2 separate regions of the Muntiacus reevesi genome follow, and region 2 is linked to region 1. Evidence: chromatin contacts called from public Hi-C data. All regions are on one chromosome and are shown on one strand. The core of a region is the stretch at or near the end of the contact, and the rest is flanking DNA. Distances in the headings are between cores, read along the strand shown. Region 1 holds the start of GLB1 (galactosidase beta 1). Region 2 holds the start of UBP1 (upstream binding protein 1).

Region 1 (6,457 bases), core at 3,070-5,569:
AAAAAATAACTTGGTGTTTACAGTCAGGCAATGAGACTAGAGAGCCCATCACTTCCCTGGCTCTGTGGCTCCTGGCACGTACCTCCGCTCTGACTCGGTTTTCTCATCCGTGAAATGTGGATAATAACACGCAACTAGGTTTTGACGCAGACTGACTCACTGCTGGTAAAGCCTTTAGCACAACCACGGCGATTATCACTTCCAGTTCAACTGTAACACAGAGTCTGGCACTAAAATCTCAGAAACAAACTGCTATCTATACTCCCTGGGCAAGCTTCTACTGTAAAGGGCCAGATACAGTCCATTTTAGGTTTTATGGCTCATAAAGGAAAGCTATGACAAACCTAGCCAGTGAATTAAAATGCAGAGACATCACTTTGCCAACAAAGGTTGGTACAAAGCTATGTTTTTTCTAGTAGTCATGTATGGATATGAGAGTTGGACCATCAAGAAAGCTGAGTGCCGAAGAAGACTCTTGAGAGTCCCTTGGACGTTAGGGAGATCAAGCCAGTCAGTCCTTAAGAAAATTAACCCTGAATATTCATTGGAAGGATAGATGCTGAAGCTGAAACTCCAGTACTTTGGGCACCTGATGCAAAAGTGGATTCATTGGAAAAGACTCTGATCCTAGGAAAGACTGAAGGCAAAAGGAGACAAGGGAGGCTGAGGATGAGAGGGATGGCTAGCATCACTGACTCAATGGACATGAATTTGAGCAGATTCCGGTAGATAGTGGAGGACAGAGGAGTCTAGTGTGTTGCAGTTTATGGGGTTGCAAAGAGCTGGACACAACTTAGGGACTGAATAAGAACAACAAAGGCTCTGTTTCAGCTGCTCGACTGCCGTTGTGATCCCAAAGCAGTCCCAAGCAGGACGTAGAGGGTCAGAAGGGGTCGTAGTCTAATACAACTTTACTCATGGATGCTAACATTTGGATCTCATATCTTTTTTTTTGGCCATGCCTCAAGGCTTGTGGGGTTTTAGTTCTTAGCAGACAAAGGACTGAACCGTCTCCCCCTGCAGTGAAAGTATGGAGTTCTACCATTGTACAGCCAGGGAAGTCCGCTGCATCTTTTTTTTTTTTTTAAGGTTTCTTTATTTTTATTTTTGGTTGTGCTGGGTCTTCGTTGCTGGGTGGGCTTTCTCTAGCTGCAGAGAGTGGGGGCTACTTTGTAGTTTCGATACATGGGCTTCCCACTGAAGTGGCTTCTCTTGTGGAGCACAGGCGTTAGGCACACGAGCTTCAGTCCTTGCAGCACGCAGGTCCTCCACACAGGCTTAATTGCTCTGCAGCATGTGGGATCTTCCCAGAAAAGGGACTGAACCCGTGTCTCCTCCATTATCAGGTGGATTCGTTACCACTGAGCCACCAGGGAAGCCCCCCAAATAACTTTTAAGCTAATTTTAAAAACAATTACAGGGAATTCCCTGGCAGTCCAGTGGTTAGAATTCTGTGTTTCCACTGCAGGCGGCACAGGTTCAGTCCTTCAGTGGGGAACTAAGATCACACATTGAGGCAAGGTCAAAAAAAAAAAAAAAAAAAAAAGGAAGAAGAAGATACAGGAAGTGACACAAAACATGAATGACTAAGTGGCGAGTACTCCTGTAACCATGCTCTAGTTCAAGATACAAAATTTGGGGGGCCCTTTCCATTTCAGGCCCTCACTCTCATAAGTTATTACTATTCTTTATTATTATTACTTTATTTATTTACTTGGCTGTGCCAGGTCTTAGTTGTGGCATGCAAGCTCTTAGTTGCAGCATGTGCTGCTGTGGGAGCTAGTTCCCTGACCAGGGATCGAACCCTGGCCCCCTGCATTGGAAGCTCAGAGTCTTAGCCACTGGACCACCAGAGAAGTCCCATAACCACTAATCTTGTCTTTGATAACCATCACTCTCATTGTTAAAAACCAGACTAAGTTTGAAAAAGGTCTGCAAATTGTAAAAAAAAAAAAAAAATAGTGCTAAAGAAAAAAATTGGATACTTGCTAAAGTGGTAAGGAAGATTTTCTTCAAGATTTTTCTAATAACGCTCAATTCTACTACCACAGGTGGAGACGGATGGGTCTCAATTCTAACTACAGCAAAGAGAGCTGGGGATTTATAACCAGCAGAGTTAGGGGCTTGTGGGTGGAAAATTGTAAGATGAGGTCTCAAGGGATTCTTGCTAAGGGTTAGTCAAAGAGTTAGATGTCAAGAAGAGGTGGGATGGGGATGAGTAACTTGATCAGATAACAAGAACTGGGGGATTATTCCCAAACTGATTTAGCAGGATTCTTTGCTAAGAATTTTTTTTTTTTTTTGCTAATTTTCTAAGACTGGACAATTCGGGGCAGGCAAGGACAGGTCAGGCACAGAAGGCCAAGATCCAGGTCTAGAAGAGTCTAGAAGAGTCTCTCTAGTCAGAGAAGCCTAGTTAAAGTTTAGTCAAGGAGTCTATCAATAAACTGTAATTTTTTTGGGGGGTTGGTGCTTGCAGTTTGGCTTGTGGGATCTTAGTTCCCCTACCAGGGATCGAATCCTGGGACCACCAGGGAATCCCCTAACCTTATACTGTTACTGTTAACCTCAAGTCTCAAGTTAACAATATGGGCTTCCCTAGCGGTTCAGTGTTAAAGAATCTGCCTGCAATGTAGGAGATTTGGGTTCCATCCCTGGGTGGGGAAGATTCCCTGGAGCAGGAAAATGGCAACCTAGTCCAGGTTCCTTGCCTGGGAAATCCCAAGGACAGAGAAGCCTGGTGGACTACAGTCCCTGCAGTCACAAAGAGTCGGACACAACTTAGCGACTAAACCATCAGCAAGTGAATATATTTAACATGAGTGCATTTTGTAGTGTTGGGGCCAGTGTGAGGAAAGCAGGAGAGACTCCACCTTGAAGCCTGTCATCCATCTTAAAGACAGGATGTAAACTGGGCCTGAATCCTGCCCAAGAATGAGAAAACCATTGCTAATGAAAACCAGGTCCCCTGGAGACTTTCCTCCCTACAGATGGCAAAGGAAGACTGTAGTTGACTCAGGCTGCCCCTGTTAGATTAACCATGGAGATATCCCCCATTGATGTATAATCATTGTTCCCCCCCTTTAACCTTAATTGTTTGTTCTTCTAGCACCTACTTGTTGTAAAACTCAGTCATACACAACAAAGAGGTTGCTAACTTGTAACCACTCCCGTGGTGGGGGTGGGGGTGGGGAGCATTATAAAACTGGGCCTCTGGGAAACATCAAGGTCCTTGTTGGGAACTGATTCCCCTTGGACCTGCTGGCATAATAAATGGCACTTCACATTGTCTTGTGTCCTTTGAGGTGTGTTTCCGTGATTCCGGATTCCACAACAGTAGAATGTTAACGTAATTCAATAAAGCTGGAAAATATGTATACATACATTTGAAAGCGATTTCCCTAAACCCGCCTTCCTCTGAGACTCAGTTTTGATTAAAGTTGATTAAAGTGCAGCAATGCAAAGGGGGGATTTGCAGAGAGTTTTGGCAACCAGGTAGGAAAAGACAAGTTCAGGTTCAGATCTAGGGGTAACCAGCAGTCCTGGACTGGTTAACTCACAGTAGAGTCTCCCTTTCCCCAAGTGTAAAAAAGAGATCATACTAGATATTTTATTCTACTTGACAGACCTGTTTGCATTACAGGGATGTTGAGTGGCTTAAAAGCAAAACTGAAAGATGGGAGCCGTTGGTACTCTTATCTCTCAAAATCCAGCATGAAATAAAAATTCCGCAGACCCGGGTGCCTTGAGGGTAGGCATTCCTGAAGATTTTGCCACAGTTGAACCACACCTTTTAATGTATCAGTAACCTGGAATAATGGTTCTCAAGCTTTGCGTGCTGTCAGAATGACCTGGAGGGTTGTAAAAATAGATTTCTGGACCCTATCCCTAGGGTTTCTTGGGCGAGGCCTTGTTCCTTCCAATTCTAACACGTACCAGATAGAAGACTGGTTCAGGGACCACACTTGGCGGACCCCTGGATGTTTTCCAGACTGCCCCTATGAAGGGCTGAGGATCCATCTAGTCCACTTAGGTCTATCTGGCCCGTTTCTGTCGTGTCCAGGGAGCCGGGAAGCAAGGAGACCCTTGTTAAGGTCCAAACCCGAGGTGCGTTATCAAGCTGCTGACAGCGAGTACTCCTGAGTGTCTTTGCAAAAGGTTCCTCCCTCCGGCGGAGGCCGGCCGGGGTCAGATAACACTGCCCTGGAGTCACGCGGCCGCGCGTGGCCCCAGGCACTCGCCTGCCCCGGCTCCGGGCTCCGCGGCTGCGGCGGCGGGCCGGGGCGGGGCGCGGGGCGGGGCCGGCGCGGGGCGGGGCCAGGCCCCGGTCCTCGGTCAAGTGACGCCGACCGGCTGCCCGGGCTGACTGCGGAGCCGAGAGGCCCGAGAGTGGACATGCCGGGGGTCGTTCGCCTCCTCGCCCTGCAGCTGGTGCCGCTGCTGCTGGGCTCTGCGCATGGTTTGCACGTAAGTCCACAGGACCCCCGCGCACAAATGATGAATCGGGGGAAGGCTGGCGGGGAACCGGGCTGGGGCTGCGGCCACCTGGGGCCCCGCAGGGCGGAGGTCCTGGGACCCCGAGGCACGCCCGGGCCCGCCCGGCTCCCGGGGAAGCTCAGGCAGTGGGCCGGCCTTCCCGTCGGGGCCGGGCGGGGCGGGGCGCGCGTCCTTACCAGCAGCTCTGTCGCTCGTGAGTTCCGCTCCTGCCGCCTCTGTCGCCGAGAGCCACTTCCTTATCGGTGCAACCAAGGGCTGAGATGAGGTGCTTTCCAGCTTTGCGGGTTTCCGGGAGTGGGATTCTGAGCTGTGCGCGTTCTTGGAGGGCGCCGGAGGCTCGGGCTTGGCGCGCCTCGCTTGCCTGCGCTCTGCGGTGCGCTCCGGAAGGAGAATAGTGGGGTCAAGAGAGGCCCCGGCAATGGGAACATTGGATTAATTACCTTCGGGGTGTTCTCTTTGAGGACGTCTCTTGCCCGTGTCGCCACTTCCCTCCGCCTACTTTTAAAACTTGGATTTTTCAAAGCTTCAGCGTTTGACGGTGGGCAAGGGGCAGGCTGCAGGTGGCCGCCAGCGCTGCTAGAGGGAGGTCTGGCCGGGCGAGGTGTGTGCTGGGGAGGGGGCGGGGAAGGGGGGGAGTCGTGCACAACTGCGAGAGGACAGCCTCAGTCCGCCCGGCAGAGCTAAGGTAGGGACCGAGGGAACTCGGGGTCGCTCCTGTGCAGGTCAGCATCCTGGCTTTGGAAAGGTGGGGGTGGGGAGATCTGAGCTGGGAGATGAGAGCGGGGACCTGAAACGGGCGCCTTTCTCTCTGCACTTTACGGGAACTAATTTTGGTTCCTCCAGAGTTCCGGTGGGCTGAGTCTGGGGCTTGTTTTATAAGTAGAAGCTGGTGAACTTGACTTGCAAATTACACCTTCTGATAAGAGGCTTTTTAATAAAGTGCCTAGAACAGAAACAAGAAAAAAAGGCCTACATTTATCTAAAAGCAAGATTGAGAATCTTACTTGGAAAGCAACTGCTGAAAATATTTTCGTTTGGGGTCTTAATGGGAAAAGGTCACCTCAAATGAATATTTGCTAACCTTTGTCTATCCAGGTCTGTAGTTCCCTTGCACAGTTTTTTTTTTGTCTGGGAGCCAGCCAGCTAGGAGAACCAACCAGGAGACTGGCTCCACCCCAGGAATCTTTATGTCAGTTGCCTCAGTTCCCCTCCTTGGCCTACAGCTAAAAAAAATACCAGCAGACTAGCTTTCCATGGCTTCCTGGTTTACACTTTAGAACAGCGGTTCTCAAACTGTAACTGTCTTAGGAGTTAGACCATTTAAAACTATATGTTAATAAACAATATATATTTTTAAAAAGTAAGTTGTTCTCTCCAGTTTTTAGGGCACAAAGTGACATTGTACATTTTTGTAAATCTCTTTCATGTCTTTTTTGTTTTTAGAGATTAGACTTTGTTTTTTTCAAACTTGACTTTTTATTTTGTATTGAGGTATAGCTGATTAACAGTGTTATGGTAGTTTCAGGTGAATAGTCAAGGGACTCAGCCGTACATATACATGGATCCATTCATGTCTGTCTTAATAGACGACTGTTGAATGCTCGTAGCTACTTCTGCATTCAGTTTTGCCATATCACATGTCATGTAACCTCTGGAAACCACTGTACACTCATGAGAGAATGGTTATGGCTTAGTACTGTTTTTGAAAACAGTCAGTGGACACCCCCCACCCGTTTCCCCCCAACGCCAACAGCCAGAGGGTCTCCCTGGACCACACTTTGAGAACCGCTGATTTAGAATAATGTTTTTCTTATTATAAAAGTTCATATACATGTTGTGGAAATACTTGAAACACTCAGAAAACTGTAAGAGAGTGAAACTGCCCAACCTGTTACAATCGGGTGTGTTTGTAGTTCACTAATAAAGTCTAGCAACTGACTGGTACTTGAGTGGCTTGGAT
Region 2 (6,452 bases), core at 1,300-3,799, 270 kb before region 1:
GAGAGGTCTTCAGACCTGCAGAACTATGGACAGGAAGCAGCTGAGAAAACGAGTTAGCTGTAAACATGGGCTACTTTTTATGGAACTGGAAGGACAACTCAGAAGGTGCAGCCAAGAGCCCAGTAGGTGGAGAAAAGAGCCACTGAGTATTCCCAGGAAGTTGACAGAATCCTAATCAAGGAACCAACAGTATTTACCCAGTTAGACTTCAGAATTTTTATGGACTAGTAACTACTGTGTGCCTTTTATTGCTGTCCTTTTAGAAGGGAAATGCCTATAGAGGCAGTCTCCTGTGCATCTCTCATCATTGTGGTAGTGATTGGTGCAGATCTGCTGTCTTTTTAATTCACAGAACTTCAAATGGAGAGGAACCACTTGAATTACACCCAAGAAACTACATCCAAGAGCCTCATCTGCTCCAGGACCTCACAAGATTTTGGAACTTAATGCTGTAGTGGAATGAGAACTTCACATGGGCCTGGGGAGAAGACGAGTTTATGCTGCATGTGGAAAGAATGCAAAACATTTGTGGTCAGAGGGTGATTCTGGAAGTTTTAAGACATGATCCTCAAATGATTTAACTCTCCGCCCATCAATCTGATTCTGTGGCTGCTTGACTAATAGAATACAATGTAGAATAAAGATTCTGTATCAGTTTCTGGTCCCAGGCCTTAAGTGTTAAGGGGAAAAAAACCGATGATAATTGTTAAAGATGGACGGACCATGATTATAGGTACAGGGACCACGGCAAAGGAATTTTGCAGTTGGGGAGACTGGGCTCAACAGGACTGAAATCAAAGTGTTAGTCAGTCAGTTGTGTCCAACTCTTTGCAACCCCATGGACTGTAGCCCGCCAGGCTCCTCTGTCCATGGAATTCACCAGGCAAGAATACTGGAGTGGGTAGCCATTCCTTTCTCCGAGGGATCTTCCCAACCCAGGGATTGAACTTGGGTCTTGTACATTACAGGGAGAGTCTTTACCATCTGAGTCACCTGGGAAGCCCCAAAATAGATGTAATATCTAGAGCTGTGACAGCCATCTTGAGACGTGTGTGCTCAGTCATGTCTGACTCTTCAGTGCAAGGAGTATCCCACCAGGCTCCTCTGCCCATGGAATTTTCCAGGCAGTGGGGTGCCATTTCCTACTCTAGGGGATCTTCCCAACTCAAGGATTGAAACTGCACCTCATGCTTCTCCTGCATTGGCAGATGGATTCTTTACCACTAGCGCCACCTGGAAAGCCCAAGGAGACTGAGCTCAACCCACATACAGCAAATTCTCTAAATGGGAATTTAAAGCCAAGGAGGAGGGCAGAGGTCAGCGGATGGAAAATTGCTAAGAGGAAACATAAAAGGTAAGGGGGTTTCTGGTTGAACCCACCTAATAGATTTCTTGTTGAAGGCAGGCAAGAGTGATCAGATATTACCTAGGTGATGGTGGAGACTAAGGAATCTGATCAGATACAGAAATAAAGAGTTCCTAAAATGACTCCTTCCTGCTAGACCTGAATTTTACAGATAGGACAGGAGAAGATTGGGAGCCTGACTCAAGTTCGCTCAAGCAAAGAATCTTTGTCCTAAAACACCAGTAACTTCTACTTGTCTTTTGGAACTTGCCTTTGGATTCCAGCTGCCGAGCTGTATGGATGTCAAGACCACACGGAAAGTCCACATGTAGGTATTTCAACAGCCCAACTGAGGTCCGGGTCCACAGTCAGCATCAGCAATAGACATGAATATGGGTATCCTTGACTCGACAGGAAAGACCCTGGATGGGAATACCCCTATGACCAGTGAACTCCAGAGCCATAAACAGTAACAACAGCATAACAGCCTGAGACCGAACTCCTCCTTTAACTCAAGCTCGCCAAACTGCTCAGGGTAGTTAGTAGTCGAGATAACTTTCCGGAGCCCTTTCTCGGGAGCATTGATTGGCTTGCACTCACGTCAGTCAAGACTTTCTGCCTAACGGGTCGTTCAGCCCCCAGAGAGGGAGTTGAACAGCCAATAGTCCGCTAATGGCTAAGACGCCTAACCCATTTCGCCATCTATAGAGTGGGCAAAACCCAGAAACTACCCACAAAGACCACATGAGATCAAAACACCTCCAGAAGTGGGGTTTAGGGCGGCTTCCTCCAGTACGGCCCAATAAATTCTCTCTTTTGGCAGCAAATTCAGTCCTAGAACCCGCCCAAGAGGAAGAAGATTTTGATTGGTGGTTTAGTAGAGAGGCACGGGGACTCACGGGAGCCTCGATCAGGCGCTTGCCATTATTGTTCAGGTCGCCTGTCAATCAGCCTGCCTTTCGGGATTTGCGGAAACGGGCGGCCCTTTGGCTCCGCCTCTTCCCGGGCTGGCGTGCAGGGAGGCCGCCAGGCCGCGGAGGCTGGGAACCTGCCGTGTGGGCGGGGCCGCACGACTCTGCCCCACGCTTCCCTCACAGCTAAGTGTCGGGAGTGCCCCGAAACCCCGGGCGGTGCGGGGCGGGCCTGGCCCGGGGCGAGCGCGGGGGCGGGGCCGCGGCCGGGGCGGGGCCGCGGGAGGCGGAAGCGGCGAGCGAGCTCGAGTCGGAGCCTCGTAGAAACCAGCCTTCGGGCCGGCGGTGCGGCGTCGGCGGGGTGGGCCGGGGCGGCGGGGCGCTCGAGCCGGGGCGGGCGGGCCGAGGGCCGGGGGGTCGAGGCCGGTGGTAGGGTGACGGGCGGGCCGCGCTCCGGCTCCCGCGCGTTCCCGGGGAGGATGCGACCGGGGGCCTCGGGGCGGGGCGGGCGGCGGCAGCGGCGGCGCTAGCGCTAGCGGCGCAGGGGGTGGGCGGCGGCGGCGGCATGAGGCGCGGGGCCGGCGCCCGCGGGAGGGAGGCGCTGCCGGCGGCCCGGCCGCTCCCGCTGCAGCTGCTCGCCGGGCTCGCCGTGCCCTGCCCGCGCGGCCCCGGCTGTTCTCATCCCGGCCGCCGCCCGGGCCGCTGCTGGTGACCACTCGCCGCTCCGCCGGAGGCTTCACCCGCGCCCTCCCTCAGGACGCGCCCGCGGAGCTCCGGCCCCTGCGCCCCGCTCGCGGAGACCGCGCCGCGCGCCGGGCGGCGGCGAGGCCGGAAGATGGCCTGGGTGCTCAAGATGGACGAGGTGATAGAGTCCGGGCTGGTGCACGACTTCGACGCCAGCCTCTCGGGCATCGGGCAGGAGCTGGGCGCCGGCGCCTACAGCATGAGGTACCAGTGCCCGGGGGCGGGCGGGCGGAAGCCTCCGTCTCCTTGGGAAGGGCCTGCACGACCCTGGGCCTCTGCCCGCGCCATGGAGCCCCGCGGGCCTCTGCCCACCGCGGTGGCGGGCGACGGAGGGCGGCCCCGCAGGCTTCGGCCCCGCGGGCCGCTCCTGAGGGCTACAGTTTTGCTGTAAAATACGCCCCGCTGTTAGAATGACTCGAGTTGGGGGAAGGGGCTGCCTCGCCTTGGCAAATGATTTACAAGCCACTTATAACTGGAATAAGGTGTGCGAAATGGTAGGGCTTGTGTTGGGAAACACTCTCCAAGGTTTTGGTATCAGTTCCTACTCTGTTCTACATTGTGGTCTTTCCTGGTTACAAATTTTAATCTCTTGTTATTCCCATAGTAAGTATATCATAACTGGAAGTATCTGCATGGGAGAAATAGCACTTTAACTTAGGTTCTGTTGTTTTTTATTGTCTCAAAGTGAGGTTTTTTTTTCATTGAGGGGTAATACCCTCCGAGGCTGTTTCCTTTTGAACAAGGCTTGAGGATGCACTGATTACACCACAAAAACAAGAGTTTGTTTAGTCTCTGCTCTCTGTACAAGCAGCCGTTCGTTTAGTTTAATTTTGAGAGGTATGAAACACATCTGAGCTTAGCCTCTTGCCTTGATCCTGAAGAAAATTCGCTTGTTTTTTTCCTACCAGTTTGGTAGCTCTGTTTTTATTTTGTAGCACTTTTTATGGAAAAACAGTGTGCATACTATACATTCATCCGATTGAAGTGTAGATTTCAGTGGTTAGGCAAGCTTTTCCTTGGTGCGAATTAAGTGAGATTTTCCATAGATGGTCTTTAACGCCTGGTGTCTTGAAAGTGCTGTCCAATTTCTCACTGCAGCTCTAGGGGAAGGACAGAAAGAATGAAAAGAAGAAAGCCTTCTGGGTCAGAGCAGGCCTCGAATGGTAGGGACTACTCCCTGAAATAATTCAGCTTTTCAATCTTCAAGGGAAACTCTGAGCTGAAAGGTGGAGATGGCTTGTAGGGTGTAGAAGCGCCTGGAGAAAAGCCTTCGGTCACCAGTCTGTGACCCTGACCTGATCTGTGCAGGTCTTCCTGAACTTGGCACTTCCTGTCTCTGCAGCTGTGCAGCCTGAGGGCTCTGGATGAGGTGGCTTATTTTCTAGAACAACTGTCTTAGTTGTTGAGGAAATTGAGCTCCTGAAAATCATAGGGTCACTCCTGTAGGCAGTACTAGAGGCACTGTTCCCTAGCGGGAACAGGAGCTATGGTGCTCCTGGAGACCCTGGACTTGCAGGCAAGGCAGAGAGCAGGTGAGGCAAATTCAGTGTCTATTCTCAATCAGGGTTAGTGAAGGTCTGCTGCTGAGAGCTTTGCTTATTGAGGGCTATTGTGAGCTGTTATTGAGAGACTTCTTTAGATTTCTAGAGTTCTGTTTGTTTCAGAACTAGATTCATTAGTTGGCCTTTTGTTTCAGCCAACTAATGAACATTTTGTTTGTGGCCTAGAAAGAGAATTTTGATATTAAGCCTTTTTACTACCTTGTTCTTTTAATGTCTGACATCTTTGTAATTCTGTGTCTTTAAACAACACTTTCCATGAGGAAACTTTTTTCCAGTGATTGTCTTCAGTTAGTGGTTCCATGGTGTATGTCTTTTACTCTGAATTTTCAAGTGTCTTTGAAGGCAAATACCACTTTTAAGGAGCCTGTTTATTTTTTTGGATTTATTTGGGTCCTCAAAATCTGAGAAGAGCCAGGAGACTACTTGCCTCTTGCAAATTCAAGGCTCTTCATTTGAAATACGAGCTTGGGCAGATTCCAAGATTGCCCTGATCTAGAGAAGGTCTGAAGAAAGCTTGGGGCTGTTGCAGACCTCCTTTGATGGCCCTTGTGCTTCCCATGCCTGGTCCTGTAGCTGGGAGTGCCCAAGCCTCTCTGCTCTGCAGGGCAGTGGCCTCCTTAGGCATCAGGAAAGCAGGACATGCCCGAGTTCCAGGGAGATAAGGCTTGTGATTTTTGTCTATTTCATTTCTTCTCTCAAGTTCAAGAAGTAAACTTGAGGTGCTCAACTTAAAATTACTGGAAAAGCGACTTCTTGATACAAATTTGCTCTGGAGTCAACTTTCCATTTTCAGAGTGAAGTCTGCTTACTGCATGTGCTTTTTAAATGCTTAAATCAAGAGGTATTTCTAAATACTTCTTGTAGGAAATGATTGCTTCAGCTTTGGGGGAAGACAGCATGAAGGAAACCTGTGGTTTCTCTCAATGGCCTGTTTTGAAATGTATGTTTGCATTAAACAATGTAGGCTGATAGTATTGGATTATGATGAGGCTAATTTCTGGTAAAATCCTTGCTTCTTCCCTTTTGTTCTCTACACTCCAATCTTCACTGTGTGTTTTTCTTCTGTGTGTAGCCAGTACCCCATTTGTATATAAGGGATAGGCTGCTGCAGATGCTGTTTGAAATGAGGCAGGTCATAAGTATTTTTTAAAATCTAAGTTACAGCATCAGAAGTCTAGAGATGGTCAGAGACCTTAGAAGGCTCATTGGCCAGCCCTGTTCTAAGTGAGTAAACCTAAGCTGGTAGATGTTAAAGTGATTGTTAGTAAAGTGATTGTCAGTGGCACTACCGTTTCAACAGAGGACTGAGTTTCCCCTCACTGAATGAAGGCTGAAACCCATTGTAACTTGAAATCTGGGTCATACATGTTCTGTGAAGTAAGGAGCAGATAACCAAAGGACTCGAAAAAGTAAAACTCAATAAAACTCTTCTAGTAAGTTCTTTTGGGCCACCTGGTAATTTTCATTCCATCTTAAGGGTTTGCAAAATATGTATAATTTATAGTAAGTTAATTTTCAAGATTTAAGGAATAATCTGAAAAAAATTTTTTAATGTGATCTCTTTATGCATAAAAACATTTTTGATACTAAATAATTCCCTCCAAAGAGCATTGGCCTGAGCTCTGTAAAACTTCACTATGGTTTAAATCTGTTTTGAAACAAAAGGTGTACTTTACATATATTCTCAATTGGGAGGTACATTTGTAGTTTATCAATAATTTGCTAAATCAAAACTGGTTTGAGATGAAGACAGATTTTCTGTACTGATTAAACAGTTAAAAGGTCAGTTTATAGACCCTAAGAGGAAATGGGAAAATTTCAACTTTGTGATCAGTGTTAAGTTAATTAATAAAAGATTACTGAGGATATATTTTACTATGTAACTACTAA

Evidence for each region. Hi-C and Micro-C count contacts between places; a contact is called where the count stands out from the background.
Region 2: a contact with region 1 is called in a Hi-C map of muscle, with 2.4 times the contacts expected there. The contact joins the promoter of UBP1 here to the promoter of GLB1 in region 1. A contact is called at or near these places in 2 of 3 Hi-C or Micro-C datasets (blood and muscle).

The regions. Positions count from the first base shown.
Region 1 is chr4:67,347,898-67,354,354 of mMunRee1.1, reverse strand. GLB1 (galactosidase beta 1) reads left to right here and starts at 4,319. Exons shown (of 16, transcript XM_065932930.1): 1 at 4,319-4,467. The coding sequence starts at 4,396. It overlaps TMPPE (transmembrane protein with metallophosphoesterase domain), which reads left to right and starts at 4,648. Exons shown (of 2, transcript XM_065932942.1): 1 at 4,648-4,762.
Region 2 is chr4:67,618,043-67,624,494 of mMunRee1.1, reverse strand. UBP1 (upstream binding protein 1) reads left to right here and starts at 2,549. Exons shown (of 17, transcript XM_065932932.1): 1 at 2,549-2,617; 2 at 3,013-3,204. The coding sequence starts at 3,092.